Linked DNA regions of Hordeum vulgare: all the other regions are linked to region 2. The links are chromatin contacts, called in public Hi-C maps. All regions are on one chromosome and are shown on one strand. Each heading gives the region's core, a stretch centred on a gene start, on an enhancer-like site or on the middle of the called end of the contact. The rest is flanking DNA. Distances are from core to core; before and after follow the strand shown. Region 1 holds the start of LOC123404569. Region 2 holds the start of LOC123403794 (bidirectional sugar transporter SWEET2a). Region 3 has its middle 12 kb from the start of LOC123405975.

Region 1 (2,965 bases), core at 83-2,582, 210 kb before region 2:
GTGGTGACGGTGGCGATGTTGCCTGACACTGCTGCAGCTGTCCGTTGAAGCAATAACACCTTCCTGATCCTGCCTAGCCATGGCTGCTGAAATGAAGGGAGAAAAAACCCTCAACTGTAAATATACAGCCACTTGTTTAAAATTTATTTATGGTTTGCTCATTTGGTTCGTCTGCATTTGCCTGCTGCCTTGTGTACATAATGCTCGGATTCGTCTGTAAATATGACTCGGCCACTGCTGTTATTATCATCTTGGTTCGTTCAAGGAGACTGAATGATAGTACTAGTAAAATATTGCGCGTTTATTGCTTTTGGCTCCCGAGCTAACTGGAGGCCTTTAAATTCAAACTTCAAATTCAGTGAAAATTTGTATTTTAATGTTTCAAATTTTTTTTAAAAAAAAACATAGATAAATGAAGGTATAATACACAAGTGTGTAAATTTTCAGAACAAAATACGTTGAAATGAGGGCTGTGCAAAAAAGACAAATCTGAGGCTGTTTAACACATGTTACTATTCATCATTTCAGACCATGAATTTGTCTTTTTTATACAGATCACGTTTTAAAGTATTTTGACCTGAAATTTTACACACATGTCGTTACATCCTTACATACATGCATATATTTTTTTCAGAATTTTTTAAACCATAAAAATTTGAATTTGAATTTTTTAAAAATAAAGGCCTTTATGGTGCTCGGCCTCCAAAACGTCATTCTCAATATTGTGCCAATTTGTTTTCTCTGGTTCCCAACACTGTTTCACCTTGAGCATGGTATATCCTGTTGCAAAAATGGTTTTAAGAATTCAGAAGATGCAATAATGGTCTTAAGAATTTGAAAAAGGTTGCTCAGAAGAGATAGATGTATCCCAACTTCCATTGCTAGGAAATCTTCTTTTTGTTTGTGAATTCCTGTTTGTATTGAATGCATGCCCATCAAAGAAAGAAAATTAATTGATCCCCATACCGTGCTAGCCCAAACATGATCTTCATCAACTTGAATTTGGTGCTATCGCCTGCCTTTGCAAACAATTCCTCTTGAACATCCAAGAAGCAAGTCAAGGTCGCCGGCCCTGGCAAAGATAATCTACTGATATTACAATAATAATAAGAAGATGATGCCTAAGAAAGGCACCCCGGAGTGGAGCTCAAGTAACAGGGCCTACTAATTCTCGTCTGAACTGCTCTGACGACTTGCCACAAAACAAGTGATGGCATACAGTTGGCACGCCCATAAGTCACGATGCGACGTGGCCGCTACCGAGAAAGCAAACTCCTCAACGAGGAACACGAGAGGCAAGTTCTAGTCGGTTCATTGATCACACCGACCTTAACCCCATCCTTGCCTGCCACGGAACCTGCTGCCCGCTGCATATAACTCCACTCGCCACCATTCTCCTCCTCCACGCAAGCCCGCCCGAAGAGCCCGACCCCATCCAGAACTCGCTCGCAGAAGAGAAAAGGACCGACCGAGTGACAGACTGACAGTGAGTGACTACTTCAGAAACTCCGCCGATTCCGATGGCCGGCTTCACCCTGGTCGGACCGCCGGAGGCTGCGACCGCACTGGGCGCGGCGGCGGAGATGAAGACGGACGGGAAGGGGAAGGCGCTGACGGAGAACTCCTCGCCGACGTTCGTGGACCTGTTGGACGCCAGCTTCAACATGGAGACGGAGATGAAGACGGACGGGAAGGGGAAGGCGCTGACGGAGAACTCCTCGCCGACGTTCGTGTCCTCGGGGGACCCCTGCCTCGACTTCTTCTTCCACGTGGTGCCCGGCACGCCGGCCGCGTCCGTCGCCTCTCTGCTCGCCGCGGCCTGGGCCGCCGACCCGGTCACCGCGCTCCGCCTCGTCGCCAACCTCCGCGGCGTGCGGGGCTCCGGCAAGTCCGACCGCGAGGGCTTCTACGCCGCCGCGCTCTGGCTCCACGCCCGCCACCCGGCCACGCTCGCGCGCAACGCCGCCTCCGTCGCCGCCTTCGGCTACCTCAAGGACCTGCCCGAGCTGCTCCACCGCATCGTGCACGGCGGCAAGTCCACCAGGACCCCCGGCAAGAAGGCCCGCCTCGAGGCCGAGGGCGGATGGTTCCTACGCCGCGGGCGGGGCAGAGGACGCCGGAGCGGCTCTGGCGGCGGCAAGGGGCGCAGGGAGGACCGCGTCGGCGCGTCGGAGGAGCGCGTCGCGGCCAGCCTGGAGCGTGACCGGAAGCTCGCGGCCGCGGCCGCCGTGTCGCGCCGGGCCAAGAGGGCGGGGGCCGCGGCGAGGGTGTTGGACATGTACAGCCGCGACTCCACGTACCGGTTCCTGCACGACCGCACGGCCGACCTGTTCGCCGAGCTCCTCGCGGAGGACATGCGCAAGCTGTCTGTCGGCGATGTCAAGCATTTCTCGCTCGCGGCCAAGTGGTGCCCGTCGCTGGACTCGTCCTACGACCGCTCCACCCTCCTCTGCGAGGCCATCGCGCGGCGGCTCTTCCCCAGGGGCTCGTCGTCGGAGCTCGGCGACGACCTCCCGGACGCGCACTACGCTTACCGCGCGCGCCAGCGCCTCCGCAGAGCGGCCATGGTCCCGCTCCGCGCTGCGCTTAAGCTCCCCGAGGTGTTCATCTCGGCGCGCGCCTGGGAGTCCGTGGTATACACGCGCGTGGCCTCCGTGGCCATGAAGAACTACAAGGACCTCTTCCTCAAGCACGACGCCGAGCGCTTCAACGCCTACCTCGCCGATGTCAAGTCCGGCAAGAAGCGGATCGCTGCGGGCGCGCTGCTCCCGCACCAGATCATCGAGTCCCTCGGCGAAGATGGGGACGACGGCGGAGTGGCCGACCTGCAGTGGCAGCGCATGGTCGACGACATGCGCGCCCTCGGCAAGCTCAACAACTGTGTGGCCGTGTGCGACGTGTCCGGAAGCATGTCCGGCCTGCCCATGGACGTGTGCATCGCGCTTGGCCTCCTCGTGTCCGAGCT
Region 2 (3,058 bases), core at 304-2,803:
GTTGAGACTAATAGTGACAATATCTCGCTGTTTCTCAAAGTGGGTCTTTCCAGATCAGTGATCTACATTCTCGAGTCAATACTACCGGTTTAGCATATATATGCCCATGACCCATGAAACATAGTCCTCAAACGAATCATATATTAGTCAAAGGAAACGTGTCTGCATAACCTTATCAACTACGGACAATTAGAACGCTAGTCATACAATACATATTTTCACATACAATTAACATACTTATTGATACATATCATTGATGATGTTCAAGGACACCACAATTAGTAACTCATGAATACATAGGAAAATATCATCATCACATGAGTGCCTCTACGACATATCTCCAACAACGATAATGTTAGAAAGCTTCGATGCATAAAGAAAAAAGAGAAGAATACTTGCGACACCTTAAAATCTGATATATTAGGCATGAAGAAGCGTTGTATGTCAACATAAGTGTCCGAATTTCTTTCTTTCAATGTGTGAAGGAGACAGACACCATTATCATAGGAGTCTATGAACGTCCAAACCTTTCCTCCATCACCTTCTGCTTAGCCCTCCAAGCCTTTCCATAAGGAATGTTGTACTTCCAACTGCTTTTAACTGTTGTCAGGATGTGCTTTGCTTCCATGTATTTTTTCCTCACTATCTCAGTATACATTAGTTGTGCAATGAGAGTTGAAGTCAGGTTTGAATGATTTACTAGAAGGTTTTCCTCACACAATTATGTGGCACAAAATCAACTGAGGGGGCGAGGGAGAGAGAGAGAGAGCACGACGTCGAGAGGACATAGTCCTCTTCGGCCTAGGCTAAGCCGAAGATAATCTCTCTGGTGAATGGACCAACAAATAGTGCTCTTCGGTCCAGAAATGCCATTTTTTGGTCAAGTTTAAAATTAAGAGACTACTTCAGTCTTGCCCTACCCGAAGAGAGCCTCCTCGGTCAAGAAAGAAGGAAGAGTTCCTCTTTAGCATACACGAGGGCAATCAGGTAATATAAGTGAAATTTCAGAATTATGGTATACATTATTGAAATTTGTTATTTAAAAAAAACAGTCTTATCAGGATGTCCGAAGGAAACTTGACAAAAATATACCCGAAGTACATACAAATTATTTGCATGGGCCTAAAAACGAAATACTATGTATATTTGTTGCATGAACGGTTACATGGAAATGATGTGGATTAGTTGACTTGTCTCCATAAACACAAATAAATGACAGCCAAAACGTTCGCAAACCATTTTTCCTAGCGACCGTTCGCTGGATATCAGGGTCTGTTGGAGCAAAATGTCAGCTGCGCCGCCGTCGTCACCGGGGCGAGGTCCACGGCGTCCACGCGCGCGTGGCGTGTCGGATGAGGCCGCGCCTCCCATGTTGCACCGTCGTACGTGCCATGGCAATGGATTAGACCGGGCCGAGCCGGCCGTCAACATCCCCGACCGAGCGACTCTGAGGAATAAAATCGCAGGATATCCACCTTCCATTTCCACGTGTTTATTTTTCTTTTGATTCAACGCAAGGGGTGGTGCCGTGATATGAGGAGGAGAAGCCGGGCCAGCTCTTTCCCCCGTGGTGGTGGTGGTGGTGGTGGAGGTGGAGCTGCTCCTGCTCCGAAAAGAAAGAACCCACGCTCAAGCGTCTGCTGTCACGTAATAAAAAAAAGGATACAAAGCATCTGCTCGAGGAGCGAGCGGGGATCGGAGGGAGCCGGCAGCCGGGAGCAGCTGGGATCGGGATCCTCTCTTCCCCTTGCATTGATGGCTTCTCCGGGCTCCTCCTACCACGAGCTCTGCTGCTATGGGGCAGGAATTGCAGGTGAGCACCGCTACCACCATTCCCTTCGCTCTGCTTCTTAGACCTCTGCTGTCGTCGTCGTCGTCGTGGAGAAGATGCCTAGATTTGGTTCGGCCAGTTCTTGACCGCCGTCTTCTCTTTACTCTTAATCTTCTTCCAGGGAACATCTTTGCGTTTGTGCTCTTCATCTCCCCGCTGTAAGCCCGCCCGTCCCCCTTTCGATTTCAGCCCGATTTCATTTCTTCTTGCCTCGGCTCGAATCGCTCCGAGACGATCTGATTGGTCTCTGTCGATCTCAGGCCGACATTCAGGAGGATCGTCCGGAATGGGTCGACGGAGCAATTCTCGGCCACGCCCTACATCTACTCGCTCTTGAACTGCCTGGTCTGCATGTGGTACGCCCTCCCCTTCGTCTCCTACGGCGTCGTCTTGGTCGCCACCGTCAACACCATCGGCGCCGTCTTCCAGCTTGCATACACCGCCGTCTTCATCGCCTACGCCGACGCCAAGAAGAGGGTCGGTACCCTACCCACCACTTGCCCTTTGCTGCCCTGCCTGCATCTCTAAGTTTGACTGAATGGCTGATGTGGTTACTTTCTTGCTGCAGCTCAAGGTGTTGGTGCTGCTGGCAGGGGTGTTCTGTGTGTTCGGCCTGATTGTGTATGTCAGTATGGCGCTGTTTGATCACAAGCCTCGGCGAACATTCGTCGGCTATCTCAGCGTGGCGTCCCTCATATTCATGTTCGCCTCCCCTCTGTCCATCATTGTGAGTCCTCAATCATTCCCTGCTTTATAACTAACTCAAACCTGTATTGCATAACCACATCTTCTGGTGTATAATTGCTCCTTAATACTGTAGGTTTGATGGGGTTGGCGTTGTTGATCTCATCTTACCATGTTTGTTATTCAAAATGTATAGTCGATACTGAACTTTGCTCTTGTGTTTTGACAGAATTTGGTGATCAGGACCAAGAGCGTGGAGTACATGCCATTTTATTTGTCCCTATCGATGTCCCTGATGAGTGTGTCATTTTTCGCATACGGGGCGCTTCTGGATGACTTCTTCATATATGTAAGATCCTGTTTTCTATTGCTGATCAGGGCTTTTGATTGGAGGGATGGATGCCTAACATCATTTTCTGTTTGGCCCTTCTTTCTTGTTGGTTTGCCAATTACAGGTTCCCAATGGCGTTGGCACAGTCTTAGGTGTCGTACAGCTGTTGTTATATGCGTACTACAGAAAAGGGTCGAGAGACGAAGCCAGAC
Region 3 (2,864 bases), core at 60-2,559, 230 kb after region 2:
TGCCCGACTGAAGTAAGGTACCCCCATCATCCAGTCGGTAACAGGCCCAGAATCATCCAGTCGGAGACTAACACTCGGAGGACACCGGGCCTACCGACTGGATACACTCGGTGCGTGGTAACCTCTCTGGAGGGAAACTGCCGTACGTTTCCGGGTGCATTTACTAGCATTTATAGCATACGTTACCTGTAACGCATGCATTCAATCGCCACTACTCCACCCTTGAATCAGAACCGTTGTGGAGGGCAACGCACTCTATATAAGCCGCCCTCCCCCACTGGTAAAAGGGTTAGAAAAACATTGTACTCCATATTACACTCGGTAACAAGCTCCGAGAGCACTGAGACGTAGGGCTATTACCTCCACCGTAGAGGGGCCTCAACTCATACAACCTCGCCGTAGCTAGGACTCTGCCCATCTCATTCGTACCCTACACATCTACTGTCAGGCTTATACCCACGACAACGACCATGCTGGAACTAGCACACATCGAAAGCTACAACCGGGTGCCACATGAGCGACAACCATCAGTGGCAAAGTTGCAATCGGATTTTGCTCAAGCTAAATCGAGACATGAGAAGTCGTCATCGCGGGGGGGGGGGGGGGGCACTGGTGCTGGAACCAGCTTCCCATTTTGCTGGAAGCGTATGTCGGAGATGCTGGAACCAACATCGAGATTTGCTACAACCATCACAATGAAGTGTGGCCGGCGGCTTCAGTGTTGTGCTTTTTGCTGCAATTGGCAACAGAAAAGCTACAACTGACGCCCATATTGCTACAACCAGCGACAACGAAGTGTGGATGGTGGCCGACAACGAGGATGCTGTGATTTTTTTGTTGCAACCAGCAGCAGGAAAGCTACAACCGACGTCCAAGTTTGCTACAACCAGCGACAACGAAGTGCGGACGACAAGGACGATGTTGTGATTTTGTTGCAACCAGGCGACGATGAGCATGTCCAGCAACGATGACACACGATTTCTGTTGCTACAATGGGCTGCAAGGGAAGCTTCCACCGACGTTGGGATCTTTTGTTGCAACCATGGGGCTCCTAGAACTGCGGCTATTCAGGATCTTGAATGGCGACCGACGGCAAGCTGGCGAGGTCAATGGCGTTGGGGGTCGCTCAGGGGGGAGGGGGGGGGGGCGATTCTCTCATGTGCAGTCTTGGTGCGCCCCTCGTGTGCAGGAAAGAAAGGAAGGGAGGAAGAAGACAACAAAAGTAGAAGATCTGACACCTGTCCGCAGGTATATCATGGGGCTGCGGTGCAACCGACCCAATTTTAGGCGGGCACGCCGGTGCCCATGATAATTTGCATCGTGACCGTCCGATGATCCTAACGTTCGCTGTTACTAGTTGTTAGTGCGTTACGCTTTCTCCCCTGTTTCTTTACGCCTTCCCCCCTTTCTCTCGCTGAAGTATATTCAGTTAAAATCAGACAGCGCCGCACTTGGCTCCTGACAGTCGCCATAGACTCCACTCCAGGAGCAGGAGCCCGCAGGCGGCGCTCAACGAGAGGGCCGGCTGCATCGCGGGGATATTCGGCGTCCGAGGAGAATATGCCAGAGGAGCCGGCGGGGAGGCGCAGCAGCTGCGGTGGCATGGCCGCGGCCGCGGGGCGAGATTCGGCGGCGCCGGAGGATATGCCGGAGGAGCCGGCGGGGAGGCGCAGCAGCTGCGGCGGCGCTAGCCTTTAGCCAGCTTATTATCCCAGGTACGAGTCACCGGATTTCGAATTAATTCGAAAACTTACATACAAGATTCCGGCGATCACCGACCTACGAATCCGAGTTCGAGTCGATCTCGGTGAGATGAGAATCATAATTATACCGTCGGCTCCTGCATCGCCGGCCCTAATCTCTCTTATCTTCGCCCCCCTTGCCCTAATCTCTCGAGCTCATCTTCGCCCCCCTTGCCCTAATCTCCCTACAATCCCCACGCCCCCTTCCTGCCCTGCACGATCGTCTCGTCGGACGGAAGGCAGCACGACCGTCTTCCTTCTCTCGGCGGGCGGAAGGCAGCACGACCGTCTTCCTCCTCTCGGCGGGCGGGAGGCAGCCATGGCCCGTTCGAGGATCAGGATCACAAGGATTTTCCGGCGGCTGTACTCGGGATTCCAGGTATTTAACCTCCTCTCGAGCGCCTTCGCGCTCATATCCAGCGTCCCGACCACCCTCTTGTGGGAGATTTCCAACGTCCTGGGGGTCTTGGGTGGCCTCTTGGACATGTGCTTTCTCTTCCTTGCGAAGCCCCCCATCCCCCTCTTAGCTTTCTACGCTGCCCTTGTTCTGCTAAATCTACTGTCTGGCCTGCAAGTTCTCGTCCACGGCCCCCAAATGGGATACTGGGGGCTCATCAATATGCTCTCAGTGTCGGGGTGCTGCTGGGACCTTCTCTCTACATTCTCTTCCTACCGCCGCCGCGTAAGTAAAGCCCCTCTCCTGCCTCGGTAACCCTGTGACTTCCCTCATTTTACTATCGGTTAGGCATGATGCTCTAGTATTTATTTCATCGCCAAATATCTGAACCTGACATATGCATATAACAGTAAAACTTGTTAGACTTGCAATTAGTTATTCAATTCAATCTTGCCCTCTTGCAATTAGTTTAAAAAATGTTACATTTGCATAACAGATCCTTAGACTCCCTCAAAAAACGAAAATGAAAAAAAAAAATATAGATCCTTTTTATATCCCCTGTTCACTGATAATACTTCTGGTGCTTTATACGTACGTATTCATAGTCGTACCACTGAATTTAGTCTGTTTTCATTATTGTTTTTACTATTCATCTTTTTCTATGTTATAAACCGTCAAGAACACGTTTATACTATGCTAAACTTGTTTATCTGTTTCGTTGGTAG

Evidence for each region. Hi-C and Micro-C count contacts between places; a contact is called where the count stands out from the background.
Region 1: a contact with region 2 is called in a Hi-C map of leaf, with 4 times the contacts expected there. The contact joins the promoter of LOC123404569 here to the promoter of LOC123403794 in region 2. A contact is called at or near these places in 3 of 6 Hi-C or Micro-C datasets (leaf and seedling) and 1 of 1 datasets of contacts at active chromatin or transcription factors (embryo).
Region 3: a Hi-C map of leaf shows a contact between it and region 2, with 2.7 times the contacts expected there. The contact joins the enhancer-like site here to the promoter of LOC123403794 in region 2. A contact is called at or near these places in 2 of 6 Hi-C or Micro-C datasets (leaf and seedling).

What each region holds. Positions count from the first base shown.
Region 1 is chr6H:117,879,213-117,882,177 of MorexV3_pseudomolecules_assembly, reverse strand. It overlaps LOC123404569, which reads left to right and starts at 1,332. Exons shown (of 1, transcript XM_045098507.1): 1 at 1,332-2,965. The coding sequence starts at 1,521. It overlaps LOC123404576 (autophagy-related protein 11), which reads left to right. Exons shown (of 5, transcript XM_045098514.1): 5 at 1-264. The coding sequence ends at 48.
Region 2 is chr6H:117,669,924-117,672,981 of MorexV3_pseudomolecules_assembly, reverse strand. It overlaps LOC123403794 (bidirectional sugar transporter SWEET2a), which reads left to right and starts at 1,553. Exons shown (of 7, transcript XM_045097710.1): 1 at 1,553-1,813; 2 at 1,953-1,989; 3 at 2,092-2,308; 4 at 2,400-2,558; 5 at 2,745-2,864; 6 at 2,971-3,058. The coding sequence starts at 1,756.
Region 3 is chr6H:117,437,411-117,440,274 of MorexV3_pseudomolecules_assembly, reverse strand. No RefSeq gene overlaps it. Among protein-coding and RNA genes, the nearest start is that of LOC123405975, 12 kb to the right of the region's middle. Within about 2 kb of position 1,309, at least 2 of the 3 cell types and tissues checked have open chromatin away from gene starts, as enhancers often do. A contact at or near this core is called in leaf, where this site is marked.